2 separate regions of the Mus musculus genome follow, and region 1 is linked to region 2. The links are chromatin contacts, called in public promoter capture Hi-C maps. All regions are on one chromosome and are shown on one strand. The core of a region is the stretch at or near the end of the contact, and the rest is flanking DNA. Distances in the headings are between cores, read along the strand shown. Region 1 holds the start of Fbxw2 (F-box and WD-40 domain protein 2). Region 2 holds the start of 9430024E24Rik (a long non-coding RNA gene).

Region 1 (3,604 bases), core at 755-3,254, 1.1 Mb after region 2:
TGCACACCCCCCTTGCTATCTTGTGCCTCTCACCCTTCTCAATGTAAACACTTAACTTGTTCTGCAGTCCTCAACAGAAACAATCACAAAGCTCTGAGGAAATGTGTAGTATGATAAACATTCCTAAATTGGGAGATGAGAGCATGAATTTGGTTTCTGCTTCTAAGCAATTATATTTATGTTGGTCCTAATAACTGAAGCAGCGCCTAAAAATATCACGCTTGATTCTAACATGGTTCATAGAAGAAGTCAATACTACTGCCCTTACCAACAAAGAGGCTAGGGCCCAAGAGGCAGGGTGGCTCAACCAGAGTTACACAGGAGCAGCAGCTCAGTAGTACCCAATCTCCACCTGCATCTTCTACAGGCAAGGCATTATGGGTGTAAACTCAATGTTTTCCCTCCTTCTAGTCTGCATAACCTATGCAGGTAAGGAATCAAGGCTTCAGGCCTGTGAGATGAAGTGCTTACTGAAAAGCCTGATGACCTGGGTTGGATACCCAAAACCCACGTAAATTTGGGGGGAGAAAACTGACTCCATAAAGCTGTATGCAAAACCACGCACGCACACACTGGCATATACATGCTCCCTCCAACATCCTACATAGACACAGACATATAGACACACTAAAAATCATTTTTTTAAAGAACAAAAAATAAATACTCATTGTTGTTGGGAAGGTTGTCTCCTTGCCTCCCCTTTCACAACCAGTTAAAAGGTAGGCCAGGCGTGGTGATACATGCCTTTAATCCCAGCCCTCGGAGGCAGAAGCAGGCTCTGTGAGTTTGAGGCCAGTCTGGTCTACACAGAGGATTATGTGTACAGAAAAGTATTCTGTGAATATTGAGGAAGCTGATTAAATATTGCTTCAAGAGAGAACTGGAAAGAAAAGGGATGAAGTCCCTTTTAACAAAACATCTTTTTGTATTTAAAACCATGTGACTACACTATTGTAAAGATCTTTTCCTCCTTTTGCTTGTGATATTTAGAAAATTGTTTTTACTGTTCCTTTTTGTTTTGCTTTTTGTTTTATTTTGTTTTTTGAGACAGGCTTTTGCAGTGAAGCCCAGACTGGTCTCACAATTCACAAGACTGGAGTGCTGGGACTGCTGGAGTCCACAACCACCCTTGGCCTAAAAGCCATTAATTTAGAGACTAATCTTTTAAACCTTTGAAAGAATACAAATAATGTTTATAAAACACGGGCTCTGAAATTTCACTTGTTGGGTAACCATGGGCAAATCATTTCTTGTGTTTCAAGCCAAATTTCCTCACTTGTAAACTGTCGCCTGGTACTGTTTTACCTACAAGATTGTTAGGGTTAAACAGCGTTCTGTACAGTATCTGGCACACTATAAGCCTACAATAAATGCCAGTTACTGTTATAATGTAGTACTAATACTGTCATTTCTCCCCTTTTAAAAAGAAGCATCATCTCAAATACACACCTGTTTTCAAGGCATACACACAAGCATGGTGCCTTCCTACACATACTACTACGTTCTGCATTTTATAAACCACCTGTCCACATTTCATCATCTTTAATTAATTAAAGTGCTAGCCTTGGGGCATCAATGTTAACTCGTTTCGCGGCTAGGAAAAACCGAAGCACCAGAAGGCAGGAACTCTTAGCTCTAATTTTCCTGTCTAAAATTAACTCCGAGTCTCTCAGCCCGTTCGTGACTCCCTTGGTCCCCTGCTCCTGGAGCCGTGTTCCGCGCGGCACTGACCTGAGCGAGCGCCCCGGGGCCCGGGACCTCGCGCCGGGCTCACACCGACTAGGCGCGCTCGGGCCGCCAGAGCGTCGCAGCGGCCGGGTCCGCTCCACAGCCATGGCGCCTGCGGGGAAAGGGAGAAAACAGGCCGGGGCGGCGGGTCAGTAACGCCGCGGGCGCTGGGGATTCCTGTCCAGCCCGGCCCGGCCAATCGCAAATACAGACCTGGACCTACGGCCGCTGCTCTGGGTCCGCAGCCTCACAGGGGAGCGGCTTCCGGTGCTGCTGCGTCATCTCCGCGCGCCATTCCGGCGCCCAGCGTCGGGCGGAAGCGGCTCTACTTCCGTCTCTGCCCTCCAAGTACCTGGGAAAGAATGGCCCCGACTGTGGAAAAGGGCCGAACATGTGCTGTACCACCGTCTGCGCTTACACCTTATGATCCTGAGCAAGGTGGACCTCTAGATTTGCACAATGTTTATTTTCCTCATCTACTTTTTTTTTTTAACCAAGTTAGGGTAATATTTCACAGGAGAGAAAGGGCTAAGGCTCCAAATCCACATGTGACGATATTCAAACAGCCCATTGACACCTGGCACCTCCCAAACACGATTCTGACACAGCTGAACAAATCCCTAACTGCGCGAGGTCTATGTCTAGTCGTAGGAGGAAGACAGGACAAATAACAAAGTATACTGCAGGAAGCAAGGACAAAACATGGTAAGGGAGTTGGGTAGGGGCTGGGTTAAGCTCGAATCCCAGGACATACATGCACGCTGTCCAAACGTGGCCACTTAGCCACGGAGACAGCTGTTCTCCGAAGCGCTTGTTACATATCAGCTAACTAGCGTGAAGCCTTTAGTCCCCCCAGATAGAAGTGGTAAGCAAGAAGCTCTATAAATGCTGCTGTGTGAAAGCTTTGCCTGTCTGTTTGATGGGACAAGGTTTTTCTGTAACTCTGGCTGACCGGGACCTCGCTCTGTAGACCAAGCTGGTCTTGAACTCAAAGATCTGCCTGCCTCTCCCAATAGCTTGGGACTAATGAATGGTGTGCGCCATCATTGCCCAGTTTTTGGTTTGTTTGTTTTTGTTTTTCCTATTTAAAGCTTTTGTTTCCCTTGGGTTTTTTTTTTTTTTTTTTTTTTTTTTTTGGGTTTTCGAGACAGGGTTTCTCTGTGTAGCCCTGGCTGTCCTGGAGCTCACTTTGTAGACCAGGTTGGCCTCGAACTCAGAAATCCCCCTGCCTCTGCCTCCCGAGTGCTGGGATTAAAGGCGTGCGCCACCACGCCCGGCTAGGGTTTTTTTTAAGAGTTATTTATTTTATGCGTATGAGTACGCTGTAGTTGTGAGCCTTCATGTGGATGATGGGAATTGAATTTAGGACCTCTGCTCACTCCGGTCAACCCCGCTCCCTATGTGAGACCGGCGCTCGCTCAGTCCCAAAGATTTGTTATTATAAATAAGTACACTGTAGCTGTCTTCAGACGCACCAGAAGAGGGCGTCAGGTCTCATTACAGGCGGTTGTGAGCTACCGTGTGGTTGCTGGGATTTGAACTCAAGACCTTCAGAAGAGCAGTCAGTGCTCTCACCCACTGAGCCATCTCACCTGCCCTGTTTTCCCTTGTTTTACAGCAGCCGCCAGAGCAACAAGGCGAGAAGGGCAAATGCTAGGAGGAAAGGGAGAAGGAGTTAACAGTTCTTATACAAGCCTTGGGTGTCTGGTCTCTTAGATCTAATTAGATCTCTTAGATCTGTAGATCTAATTCCTTAGCCCTTAACGCCTGCTAGTGTTGCAACTCTTGGCCCACAATCCCTGAGAATCTTGGCTTTAAAGACTTGACAACCAAGCTAGAGATAGTGGCCCGGGTGCATACTCCCAGCACTTTAGAG
Region 2 (3,976 bases), core at 691-3,190:
AGATTAGGTTAAACGAACTGTGTAATTCCCGAAGGAAAACAAACTTCAAAACGGACGCGGTTAGCCTTGTAACACACCACGGATTGCATTAGCGTCCAGCCGGCGAGCCCGTCACCTAATGTGCTAAAGTTGGCTCTGATGTCCCCTTCTCTCTGCAAGGTGAGAAATTACTTAGCTAACAAAATATTCCGTTTCCCCCCCAACCCCTCTTTGCATTCTTTCTTTATGAGATCCCGAATTGTGACATTCGCACCGAAAAAAAAAATCTCTGCGCTTATTTGTGAAAAATGTATATTAAAACCAAAACCCATCACATGGAGAGAGGTCCCAGATGGTTTTATTCACAAGCAGTAGAATTAATGGCCTCTCTTCTCTTTATAAATATTAGAAGCAGATGAGTTCATTAGGATTGTGCCGTAATAAAGAAAACCTGCTTATTCTGACAAGACAGCCACTTATCTAATCTATCTACCGAGTAACAAAGCTACTTCCGGCCTGTAAAACCCAGCGGACTCATCGGCGTTACCTGCGCTGTTTCGAGATTAATGAAAAACACGCCAGTTCCACATTCTGCAAAAGAAAGGTTTCGGGTGGCAGTGGTGGAGCAGAGATGGAATTCAAGGGATTTCTTTCTTTCTTTCCTTTTTTTTTTTTTTTTTTTTTTTTTTTAAATGTGAGTGATTTTGAAAAGCGAGGGTTTTGAAATGTTTACTTTGTGGTGGTTTGAAATTTTTACATCTTTCAACAAAGAGGCCAGAGAAGTGAAAACACGTGAAAAGAGTTTCTGAAAAGCACGATTCAGCAGAAGTTGGGTGAAGCCGCCGAGGGTCCTTTATCTGGGGCAATCTGTGCGCGTCACGGGGTAGGGGAGGCCCAGAGCTCAGCCCCACTGGCCCACCCGAGCCTGCTGGAGGCCCTGGGCTCCCGCTTCAAAGCGCAGTTGGAGAAGCGTCTTGGGAGGGAATCGGACACCTCGCTCTGGGGACCTTTATGCCCAAGCACTGTCGCCTGATGTGGTCATCTCGTTAGTCATGGGAAGCCCAGGGAATTTCTGTTTGTGCCTCTTTCCACACTTATTAAGCAAGAAGTGGGAGGCCGACATGAGAAACCAAAAGATGTTTGTGGTCCCCTGGGCTGCATCTCTTGGGACCACAGCTTATCCATCACTGCAGAGGCATTGCGGAGAAATGGAAAGAGTCAACCGTGCCCAGAGGGGGAGAAAGTGAGCACTCAGGGGCTCCCTGTCTGCTGTATCTTGGCTGGGCTCCCGTGGAAGGGCGTGGGCTCCGAGTCTGAGAAGGGAATGCCTTTGGGGGAGCCAAGCCGCAGCTTAGGAAGATCGGCATGTCACCAGGTTCGGTTGTCTCATTATGTAGCTCAGACCTTTCCCCCCACTTTCCCTAGCAAGGGACCAGCAAGAAGCTGTCATACAGAACTCAGGCACCTGTACAGACCTGTCTCTGTTGTGGGAGAAGACCAAGATGGAACTACCCTCCTCCTCTCCTCTTCTCATCTCCCCCCCCAGCCCCCCAATGCTAGGGTTGGAATCTAGTATTTCATACTTCCTAAGCAAGTGCAGAACTCTAGGTTCTAAGCAGTTCCTTTAGTCCACCAAGTCCCAGTACCTCCGCATCATGTCAGAACCCGCTCTCGCTGGCTGTCCTGTGTCCTGTTCTCTTCCTCTCGGGGCTGCAACACTCCCAGAGGCCCAGGTGGAATTCTGAATTGCGAGATCATCAGACTGGCCCCTCGTGCCCCAATCCCACATGTAATCAAACTTCTGGGCAGATTTTTTGAGGGAAGCAACAAGTTTGAGCCAAGACCCCATGATTGAAATTCTCCAATAAATCCCTCCCAGCTGAGCCCTGAGGGTCTGTAGCTAGCTTCAGCAAGGAGGGATGGTGTGAAGGGTTTCTTTTTTCTTTCTTTTTTTTTTTTTTTGCAAACTTCAAACAGGACCTGGGGTTGTGGGGGAGGAGGAGGGCTATGCTGAGAGAGGAGGCCACAGACCAAGGGCTCAGAGTTAATTAAAGAGCCTGCATGCTTACACCTATAAACTCAGCCTTCTCTGTACATTAAAGCCCTCTGCTTTCTTTCTTGTAGGGCCACCTCTCGTGGTGAGTCTGGAAGTAGAACTAGACTCAAGCCATACTGTTTGATTTTTGTTTTTGTTTTTTTTTTTTTTTTTGCAGCCCCTGGAAGGTTCTAGCCAGAGCACTTTGCCCTTCTACCAGGAGCTAAGACTGTGTTCAATTGCTTTATTAAACATTGAGAATCTACAATTTCCCAAAGTAGGCCTGGGCACATCCCTCGGGGTGTGTGGGCCACCACCTCGCCCATTTGTCAGGCAAGGAAAGTGAGGTTCAGAGAGGCAAAGTGACCAACTGAAGAGCATATTGTGATCAGGAAGAAGTCAGGACTAGACCGCATAATCTTCTGTCAATGGCTAGGGCAGGGACCAACAAGGGACATGCTGCCCTCACCCCAGCCCTGCCCCCTTGCACTGCCGGTGACATTCAATCAGGTGCTGGTGATGCCTGGGCCAGCAGGCCGGGCAGGGCCTCCTCAGCCTCCCAACGACAAATGGTTCTCGTTTGAAAGGGAGGTTATAAAAACACGTGCCCAGAGACACTGTCAGGGAAGGGGGATTAATCTCACTCCAGTCAAAGACCATATTCCAAATATTTTTCTGGGGGTGGGAGGGAGTGGGGGCAGGGATCAGCCCTATCTGGGAAGGCAGTCAGGTTCCTGGGGTGCCCCACAGGCTGGGCTCCAGGAGGCAAGTGATGATGCAGAACAGTCAGGCCAGGGTTCCATGTATGGACCCGGCGAGGCTGGGTCCAATCAAGACCACTGCTTGGAGGCATGGTGCCTCCAGGCTAGCTTTGCAGGCGCTCGCCAGGCTGGCTTGGATATTCACACTGTGTCCGGGGTCTTGGCTGTGTTTCAGAGCCCTGTGAGTTGCTGAAGGAAAGGATTAGAAGCCTGGGACATTTTTATTTTCTGGATGGTGTCAAAGGCTGAGTGTTTTCTCCTGGCCTCTGGAGCAGAGAGGACCCCAAAGACCAGCCAGGGGGGTGGTCTTGCCTCTATGCCTTTTACCTGGACAGGAGTCAAGTCACCCAGAAGCGCTAGCTTTTCGGCTCTCAGACTTGGGGATCCAGGTCCTTATGTGACTCTGGGATTCCAGGCATAGTCTCTTAGGGGTACAGGCCTGAGGTTTCCAACGGTCCTATTTATTGAGGGCATAAAGGTCTAAAGTGGTGTGCTATTTGTTTATCCATACCCTGGAAATAAAAAACCTTGGAAGGACTTTTACTGAGCCCATTTTCCAACAGGGTAAATTGAGACTTGGGGATGTACAGGTAGAAACCAAAAAGCAGAGACATGTCTGCTTAACCTTCTAAACATCTTTTCAAAGCAAGGACAGTTAACTACTCATTTCACTGATGCAGAAGCTGAGGATCAAGAATCTAACTTATCCAAGCCCTGCCCTGCTGGCAAGGGGTGGGACTCTCGGGCAGTGAGGACGGGGACTCCACAGTGGGCTGGCATCTTTCCAAACGCACGTCAGCAGCATGCAGACAGCAGATTTGTCTTCCATCTGTTAAAGAAGCCCCATGTTGCTCGGCTTTCTGCGTGAGAAGTCCTGAGAGCCCTAGATTCATGGTAGCGCAAGTGAGGTCAGAAGCATCCCCGTGGGGTCTCATGAGGGCTGGCACCAGGCCATGTGTGCTTAGCCCAGAGATCTAGTGTGTTCCGACTGGGAGCAATGGGCCCTCACCCAGGCTATCCAGTGCTAGAATAGTCCTCATTTTATAGGAAAGGATCAGAAACCCACCCCACAGCTACTTGAGGGACTGGGTTGGTTCCTATACAGCCATGAAGTGCCTCTTCTCTGGGGATCTAAAAGGGACTCCTGGTACTAGAGGGACCCACCCTGGAGCCTCCTTTAGGCAGTAGAGTCCTGTGCTGG

What was found. Promoter capture Hi-C pulls out the DNA fragments that hold promoters and counts their contacts.
Region 1: a promoter capture Hi-C map of the 3T3-L1 cell line shows a contact between it and region 2, with 4 times the contacts expected there. The contact joins the promoter of Fbxw2 here to the promoter of 9430024E24Rik in region 2. A contact is called at or near these places in 2 of 39 promoter capture datasets (the 3T3-L1 cell line and maxillary cranial neural crest).

What each region holds. Positions count from the first base shown.
Region 1 is chr2:34,824,231-34,827,834 of GRCm38.p6, forward strand. It overlaps Fbxw2 (F-box and WD-40 domain protein 2), which reads right to left and starts at 2,005. Exons shown (of 8, transcript NM_013890.4): 1 at 1,942-2,005; 2 at 1,732-1,840. It also overlaps a transcript of Gm34653 not described here.
Region 2 is chr2:33,717,010-33,720,985 of GRCm38.p6, forward strand. 9430024E24Rik (a long non-coding RNA gene) reads right to left here and starts at 1,941. Exons shown (of 2, transcript XR_374262.3): 1 at 1,626-1,941.